Linked DNA regions of Mus musculus: all the other regions are linked to region 1. The links are chromatin contacts, called in public Hi-C maps. All regions are on one chromosome and are shown on one strand. The core of a region is the stretch at or near the end of the contact, and the rest is flanking DNA. Distances in the headings are between cores, read along the strand shown.

Region 1 (2,870 bases), core at 261-2,760:
AATGTAATAGAAATTAAATTATTTTGTGAACTATCATAGGAGAAGTGATCATTTGTAGTGGGTAAAATTTATCAGGTAGAAATAATCACTTAATGATAAATGCCATCAGACATTTTGGGGGGAATTATGGCATCTCTTTTTGTCCCCAGAATAAGATGATTTCCTTGGGTGCTGTAGGTTGTTTTTCCATGTGGCTATTGGTGGAAAAAATGGGTAACTCTGAGACAGCCTTGTTTTGTCCTTTCGGCCTGCTTCTTTTCTGGGCTCTTTTTCCTCTGTGGACTCTGCGTCACTGGCCTTGAGGGGCGGCCACTGGGATCCAGGACTGGGAGCCTGGAGATGCCTGAGAGACACAGAGCAGTGATGGTAACCGTGGGCATCTCTGACTTGCAGGAACAGTTGGGGGTGGGAGTAGACACTGGCATTTTCAAATCCACCTAAGTTTTCACACTTTATACTGAAAGCAGACACGAGCGAGACCATGGCCTGCCTCTCTGTCCAGTTCCCATCTTCTTTTTAGTTGTCTGTCACAGTTGGAAGCAAATCTATGTCTATCCCCAAGATTCCATTTGATGTTCTGCTGGGGGGCAGGAACTCCGAAGTCACTGAAGAAGTCCCTTCCCAGCCATACAAAGTGCCCAGGCACTATATCTGTCCAGTGGCCCAAGGTATTTCTTTAGAAGGCTGGTTTTGAGAACAGAAATAAAGCTTTAGAAGAATTGATTATTTTTTAAAGTGGACGTTTATTTCCACACAACACAGAAATGGAGTAAATTTTAAAATAATCATTGCGATGCCCAGTAACTGCCTTTACCATGAGTTAATGTTGTATTACCTTAAGTAGTTTAGATGTTGGAAAATGACTATAATTTAAAGTTAAATAGATCAGCTTACAGTGCTGGATAGTCGCAGAGTATTTTGTGCGTGCATTGACTTATAAGGTAATATTTAGCTTGGTTCTTTCATAAATAACATCCCATGTTGGAAATGAAAACTGTGGTATTAACTGCATTTTTATTTAGAATTTTGTTTTAAGCCATGCAAAATTCTGTCATATAATTGGCTTTTAGGATTATTGTATATGAGCAAAGTATATATTTTCCTCTAATGAAATCCTTACTTGGAAAAAAATTGGCTGTCACAGTTGACTAAACAAATACATGCACACACACACACACACACACACACACACACACACTTATGTATAAGTCTGTATATATCCATGTTACAAAAGAAAATTTTCATTCATTCTATCCACACACATTTATTTGTCAAATACAGCCAGTATTCAGTAAATCATTAAAGATGAATTTTATTTAAGAAACGTTACTTTGTTCTCCTGAGACCGTACTACCAATGGAATATTGCAGTATTGTAGAGCTATAAAGAATTGTTTCTAGGGTAAATTTGAGGAAGAGGGAAAAAAGGAAGTTACAATACGTTGCCTACTTACCAATTAACTCTTACCTGCCAAAAAGCACATGAGACCCGCACAGCGGACATCCGCTAATCCAGTGGGTAGCCGTTCCGGGCTCTAATGCACACTGTTTTACACGCTAACGGTTTTGAAGTTCCAGGCCAGTGCTGACCTTTCACATGTGCCCCGCTCACAGTAGGATCTCCACTCATTGCTTCCTGTCACAACGGATTACAGTGACACAGCCCAGGACTCGCTTTGACTGCAATTAAGTTTTTGATCAGAATTATTTCGTTCACAAACAATCACATTTGTTAAAATGTTACATCTGTCTGAGAGCCGCTGGCAGCCTCCCTAGTTATCAGTGGGATGTGAGTGCAAGTCATTTGTCTTTCATAAAGCGGCAAGCAACCTTACCTATGTTATTTAATCCTCTTTCTTCTGCCGGTTTCTGCCTTTCATTTATTGGGGCTGGGAGGAAGCTGTGTCCTGATAGTGGTGCGAGGCAGTTTGGAGAGTTGGGGGGCTGTGAACAGGACTTATTTTTGGTGTAGAACAGAATTATCCAGCTGGGACCCAGGACACAATTACTGTTTCCAAAAATTGTCAGTGGCGATTCTGTTTCTGCGTGAGGAAATGTTTTAGCGTTGTGGATGTGGAGTGAGGGTTTGGTTCTTGGCCTGCCATGCCTTCCTCTCTGTGCCTCTGAAACACGGCCTTTCAGCCATTTTTGGACCCTGTGTTTCCAGTTCTCACACTGTGGCTGTGAGCTTGGGTACCGGAAGTGAGGCCAGCATCCCCTTGCTCAGGCTGTCCTAGCTGGAAGTGAGGCCAGCATTCCCTAGCTCAGGATCTCCTGGCTCCCTGTTTTCAGAACTGTCCTTTTCTTACTACAAAATGGCTGCAGAGACACAAGGAGCTTTCTCTGCCAACTCTGTTTTCTATCTGCCTGTGATGTGGGCTCAGCGGGCCTGTTCGCATTTCCCTGCACGTCACATTCCCTGCACAGGGTTCTAGAGAAAGTCTTTCCTTGGCAGCTTGTACCCTGCATGGGATCCTTTGGGGACTGAGTTAGGCTAAGAGTGTGACTCGGTCTTTGACTTGGTTTAGTGAGAACCGAGCCTGGGAGGCTGGCACGGAGGTGGTGACGGCAGAAGGGACAGAATGGAGTTGGAAGGCGATGAAGTCCGAAATACTTGAATGGTGTCTGAGAGCTTGAGAAATTTTAATTACTTTAAATATATATGTATACATTTAGAATACCATTAAAGGGATTTATTGCCAGGTTCTAAAATACTGTATTATAACCTAAACTGTTTCCCATTTGTTTTGACGTAGCTGGGCTCATTTATTACTAACTCATAAAGTTACAAGTGGCAAAAGAAAGCCATTGCACTCCCAAAATCTATTTAACTTTAATTTTTTAAGCGTTTTAATAAAGTAAGGCCTACTT
Region 2 (2,821 bases), core at 141-2,640, 81 kb before region 1:
AATGTTCACTTCAACAAGTACCCTCACTGATTTCTTTTTTAAAAAGAAGCTAGCAGCTGCCAGGCGTGGTGGCACACTCCTTTAATCCCAGCACTGGGGAGGCAGAGGCAGAGGGATCTCTTGAGTTCGAGGCCAGCCTGTTCTACAGAGTGAGTTCCAGGACAGCCAGCGCTACACAGAGAAACCCTGTCTTGAAAAACCAAAAAAAAAAGAAGCTAAATGCAGACCATTTCATTGGAGAAGACAGCCACAACATCTGAGCTGCTCTGAAGAGGGCAGCTCTGCGACCTCCGTCATGGTGCCTCAGCTCATTGTGGGCAAAGCTGGTTTTTGTTTTGTCCTTTGTGTTTTTGTAGTTCTGTTCTATTAACTTGATGGGGTGTGTGCGTGCGTGTGTGCGTGCGTGTGTATGCGTGCGCGCACCGTGGCATGTATGCGAAAGTCGGAAAACAGTGTGGTTGACTCAGTTCTCTCCTTTCCTGTAGATCCTGGAGCTCAGGCTCAGGTCACCAGGTTTCTTTTTTGTTTGTTTGTTTGGTGGGGGTTTTTTTGGTTTTGGTTTTGGTTTTTTTTTTTTTTTTTTGGTTTGGTTTGGTTTTGTTTTGTTTTTGTTTTCAAGACAAGGTTTCTCTATGTAGCCCTGTCTGCCTTCTGAGTGCTGGGATTAAAGGCATGCACCACCACGGCCCTGCTAGATCACCAGGTTTCATGGCAAGTGCCTTCACCCCTCTGAGCCACCTCACCAAGCCCTGTTGAAAGACATCCTTTAAAACAAAAGACGTGCCAGGCGTGGTGGTGCACGCCTTTAATCCCAGCACTCAGGAGGCAGAGGCAGGCAGATTCTGAGTTCGAGGCCAGCCTGGTCTACAAAGTGAGTTCCAGAACAGCCAGGGCTATACAGATAAACCCTGTCTCAAAAAACAAAAACAAACAAACAAAACAAAAGATGTGGAAGCTGGAGAGATGACTTGGAGAAGGCGCTTGCCATGTAACCCTGGCCACTTTTGAGTTCTCTCCCCAGAACCCATGTAAGGATGGGAGGAAAAGCCAGCTCCACCATGTGTCCTTTGAGACGCACACACCCACACATCAATAGCAAGCGATCTGTCGTTTCCTGTTTTGGTGAGAGTATAGCTAAGTATCTATGGTTCGCATGACTTCTGAGAATTGAAGGCTTCACTGTTGCTCTTGCTCATAGGGAAGCCAGTCTTCATTTCCTTATCCCTGTCTTTGTTTATTTGTTGGACTGGGAGTTGTTACGTAGCCTGCCCTGGCCTCCCAACTGGTGATCCTCCTGTCCCAGTCTCTGGAGTGCTGGGATTAGAAGTACATGCCACTACATCAACCCATTTTTCTTCATTCAAAAAAATAGGCCAGGGATGTGGCTCAGTTGGTAGAGTGGTTGCTGGTCTGATCTCTAGCAGTGAACTGAGTGCGGTGATGCAAGCCTGTATCCCCGGTAGCCCCTGCACTTGGAAGACGGGGCAGGAGAGTCAAAGGTCAAGATCTGGGCTGCAGAGGTGACTGGTTTAAAGCACTTACTGCTCTTCCAGAGGGCCCGGGTTAATCCCAGCATCCACATGGTGGCTCACAAGCATCACTAATCATGGTCCCTGGGGATCCTACGTCCTCTTCTGACCTCGTCAGGCCCCAACCATGTGAAATACACCAGGCATGGTGCACAGACATATAAGCCCTCAAAACTCACATAAATACAATGTACAAAAAAAATTTGTTTTGTTTTCCGAGACAGGGTTTCTCTGTGTAGCCCAGCCCTTGCTGTCCTGGAACTCACTCTGTAGACCAGGCTGGCCTCAAACTCAGAAATTTGCCTGCCTCTGCCTCCCAAGTGCTGGGATTAAAGGCGTGCGCCACCACCGCCCAGCTCAGTTAGTATTTCTTTTTTTTTAAATATTATTATTTATATATTTATTATAAATTATTATATGTAAGTACACTGTAGCCGTCCTCAGACACCACAGAAGAGGGTGTCAGATCTTGTTACGGGTGGTTGTAAGCCACCATGTGGTTGCTGGGATTTGAACTCAGGACCTCTGGAAGAGTAGTTGGGTGCTCTTACCCACTGAGCCATCTCGCCAGCCCTCGGTTAGTATTTCTAATGCGGTGTTTACTAATCCTTGATTTGTTTTTCTCTCCTGTCCTAGATTGATGAACAGATTGAAAGCATGTTTAATTCAAAGAAGAGAGTAAAGGACATGGCTGCACCCGGCACATCCAGCGTGCCCGCGCCCACTGCAGGCAATGCTGAGAAGCTAGAAATCGCCAAGAGATTGGCTCTCAGAATCAACGCTCAGAAGAACCTGGGCATCGAGTCTCAGGTATTAAGTAATTTGTTCCGAGCCATTGCTGCTGTTGCCGTGAAGATCCAGAAATGGAAAGAGTCTTTTTCTTTTTTAAAAAGCAGGGTTTCTCACAGCCTAGGCTGGCCTTGCATTCTCTGGGTAGCCACGGGGGACTGTGAACTGCTTATCCTCCTGTCTACTTCCTACACACCAAGTTTACAAGTGTCCTGTGTGAAAGTGTGCTTCAGACACTGCTTTCTTTTTTGTTTGGTTGTTTTTTTTGTTTTTGTTTTTTGGTTTTTTTTTTTGAGACAGGGTTTCTCTGTGTAGCCCTGGCTATCCTGGAACTCACTTTGTAGACCAGGCTGGCCTCAAACTCAGAAATCTGTCTCTCTCTAACTCCCAAGTGCTGGGATTAAAGGCGTGCGCCACCACACCCGGCCAGACACTATTTCAATGTAGATCCTTTCCAGGAGTTAAATTGAGCACAAAAAAAAAGAATCCAATACAGGATTCTA
Region 3 (2,700 bases), core at 102-2,601, 94 kb after region 1:
TAACAATCTCAGTGCGCTAAGGTGTGATGATGACAAAGTGTTAGGTCCAACTGGAATTCTATCTCAGGCCCAGATGTGAGCACTGAGCTAGGCTGGGGTCCCTGAGACACCCTGCCTGCCTTTAGGGGGTTCTGGGACAAGGCATCCACGTCTTAATGGAATGGGCTCTGCTTTTGACTTCTCATGACTCCTCTCCCGTTAAGGTTTCCCGAGAGGGCCGGGATCTGCCTGTTTACTGCCACACTGAGGAATGTCTTGTCTACCCCAGATCTGGATGTTGGGGGTGGGGGAGACAGGGACACAACTGCCGGGACTGGAGGGGACACAGGCTATCTTGATCTCCAGATGAGGTTGTATCTGCTGGAGAAGTTGTTGGGGGAAGGCTTCTTGTCTGGGATCTTGCTTGCTCCCCCCTTCCGGCCCCTGATAAAGAGTCCCAAACACAGGGCTGTAAAGTTGGCCATAAAATCTGGGGAAGAAATGCTGGTGCAGCTGGCTTATCAAAGCGCATCGCAGACTCCCGCCAGGGTCCCTACTTCAAGTTTATTTCTCCTCCTCTGCTTTCTTTCAGAAGGTGTCTTGTAAACAGCTAAGAGGGTCATTTATAAATGTCCGCTGTCTCCCCCTGCTCAGCCCAGGCGTTGCTGCTGCTTTCTGCTGCTCCTGTTAGGTGTAGAGATGGCAGAGAGATGCTCCAGGCACCGAACCCTAGCGACCTCTGTCTGTCTCCCTCCTCCCAGGTGCTAGAAGAGATGAAGCGGTTTCTCACATCTCCACATCCCAAGGAGGGGTGAGTCTCCTCAAGGTAAGTGAGAGCAAACTCTTAGACTCTGGTCCTGCCTAGGGCCTCCCCAAATTTCTGATGTACTGATGGAGGTAGAGGGTGGAGCTGGCCTCATGGCTTAACTCACATGCGCGTCCAGAGTTTCCATATGGAGTGGACTGCAAGCAGAGCTGTTACATTGTATAAAACTCTTATCCCATGATTCCAGGCGACAGGGTTCTGCGAGGAAGCAGGCATGGAACCTGGAGTGCTCTCTTGGCTCTCTCTTCCTTGTTGGATAAAAGACAGCCAGCCTCTAATCTCAAGGGCAGCAGCAGTTCTTTCTGCAGGCAAGCACACTTCAAGATCTTACTGGATCTTTAGGCCGAGCAAGAGATGGATGTTTTACCGATAGAAGGGACAGAAGGCTGCCCATGACAGCCAGAGGGCACACAGCTGCTCGGCCTCTGTTGACCATGATACAGCTGAATTCACTCGTTGCCCCGCCCACTCTTCTCAGCCTGTTCCTTGTTGAGTTTCAAAGAGGCTCATGGGACATAATCTAAACACAGCCCTCAACACCCTGATCCCCCGCCCTCACCTCCTGACCTGTCAAGCCTGTAGCTTCACTATCAGGAGATGAAGCAGAGCAAGGTACTTCCCTGGCTTCGATTCCACTTCCGGTGATGGGAGGGGTGGTGGTGGCTGGGCTCCTGCCAGGGGCGCGGCATTGGACAGAGCCCCTCAAATGGTGAGGGGTAGGAGAGGAAGGCAGGGCCGAGAGGGCTCCAGATTCAGAAGGCGAGTGGGCCAAACTGGGAATGACCGAGGAAGGAGCCTCGCCTGAGTTCTGTTTTCTTGGCCTCAGCCCAGGGCCAGTTCTATAGCCGGCACGGGGTACAAACTAGCCAGTCTTCCTGGGCAGTAGCAACTGCAGCTGGTTTGACCAGAGTGCTCTCCTCTTTCTTGCCTGGCTTTTGTTCCGCATGTTTGTCTGCCCTGTCCCCACATAAAAGTGTTGTTCAGTCTTCCTTCTTGCCCCAGAAGGACTTGGAGGTTCTTGTCCACACAGGCTAGGGGCTTCGTCTAGACTTCTATCCTTGCAAGGTTTCCATGTGCAAAGCTGATTTCATTCTAGGGTCTGATCGTATGTGCAAACAACTTTCTGAGCATGGATTCCCTGTGTTCCAGGAAGACAGCCCTGGACTCCTCCGGGAGAAACAGGCTCTGTGAGGATGCCAGAGCGGCGGAGGAGCCCCTGTTCTCATCCAGGCTCCAACATCCCTTCTTGCTCTCCTTGCCCTTTCCTAGTCTAACTTGCCGTATAGGCTGCTGTGGCAGAGACCCAGACTGAGGTCATGTGGGGGAGGGCCTCCTGTCTGCCTGCTGCCTGTAATATATTTGAATTATCTCCGCAGATGAGCCCTGATTTAGCAAACAGTCTAGAGTAAACCTCAGCTCAAAGACAAATACAATTGACACTGGGCTTGAGTGGTTCAAAGGTTATTGGCACAAAGCTGTCGGCTTTGTTTAACCGAGGGGCTGTATTTATGACGGCGATTCTGTAGTGCCATCCATAACTTGCCAGAGTGAGGTGACGTAGTGAGCCCTGAGACAGCCTATTTACACTGAGCTGAGCTGCTCTGCTGGGAAATGCAGAGGCAATTCCGTTGGGAGCAAGTTGCTTTATGGGACGCTAGCTCGGGGCTGGTGTTAGCATTTGGGATACCAGTTAACCTTGCTGGGGATGGTTAGTCCCTTCTAAGGGGATTGCTTCCTGGGGACATGTACAATAGAGTGAGTGGGAGGAGGGGCATGCAAGGGAGAGAGGAGGGGAGAGGTCCTTTGGGGAAGGTTTGCACGTGTTGATCCGGGTATTTCACTTTGACCCACAGTTAAGGCCCACAGACCCTGGAGTGGGAGTCACCCTGAGTCCC

The links. A called contact is a pair of places that touch in the nucleus more often than the background predicts.
Region 2: a Hi-C map of the N1E-115 cell line shows a contact between it and region 1, with 3 times the contacts expected there. The contact joins two enhancer-like sites. A contact is called at or near these places in 1 of 15 datasets of contacts at CTCF or cohesin (embryonic stem cells), 2 of 484 Hi-C or Micro-C datasets (the N1E-115 cell line and embryonic stem cells), 1 of 115 datasets of contacts at active chromatin or transcription factors (embryonic stem cells) and 2 of 9 other capture datasets (embryonic stem cells and pancreatic islet).
Region 3: a Hi-C map of the N1E-115 cell line shows a contact between it and region 1, with 6 times the contacts expected there. The contact joins two enhancer-like sites. A contact is called at or near these places in 2 of 39 promoter capture datasets (embryonic stem cells and stem cell-derived epiblast-like cells), 4 of 484 Hi-C or Micro-C datasets (the N1E-115 cell line, embryonic limb bud, embryonic stem cells and 1 more), 4 of 115 datasets of contacts at active chromatin or transcription factors (craniofacial prominence, embryonic limb bud and embryonic stem cells) and 1 of 9 other capture datasets (embryonic stem cells).

What each region holds. Positions count from the first base shown.
Region 1 is chr13:55,753,006-55,755,875 of GRCm38.p6, forward strand. The region is part of intron 2 of Pcbd2 (pterin 4 alpha carbinolamine dehydratase/dimerization cofactor of hepatocyte nuclear factor 1 alpha (TCF1) 2); the gene reads left to right. Among named protein-coding and RNA genes, the nearest start is that of Pcbd2, 27 kb to the left of the region's middle. Within about 2 kb of position 1,511, at least 16 of the 459 cell types and tissues checked have an H3K27ac peak or open chromatin away from gene starts, as enhancers often do. A contact at or near this core is called in the N1E-115 cell line, where this site is marked.
Region 2 is chr13:55,671,776-55,674,596 of GRCm38.p6, forward strand. Ddx46 (DEAD box helicase 46) reads left to right here. Exons shown (of 23, transcript NM_001282055.1): 19 at 2,166-2,342. Among named protein-coding and RNA genes, the nearest start is that of B230219D22Rik, 20 kb to the right of the region's middle. Within about 2 kb of position 1,391, at least 13 of the 459 cell types and tissues checked have an H3K27ac peak or open chromatin away from gene starts, as enhancers often do. A contact at or near this core is called in the N1E-115 cell line, where this site is marked.
Region 3 is chr13:55,846,685-55,849,384 of GRCm38.p6, forward strand. No RefSeq gene overlaps it. Among named protein-coding and RNA genes, the nearest start is that of Pitx1, 17 kb to the left of the region's middle. Within about 2 kb of position 1,352, at least 24 of the 459 cell types and tissues checked have an H3K27ac peak or open chromatin away from gene starts, as enhancers often do. A contact at or near this core is called in the N1E-115 cell line, where this site is marked.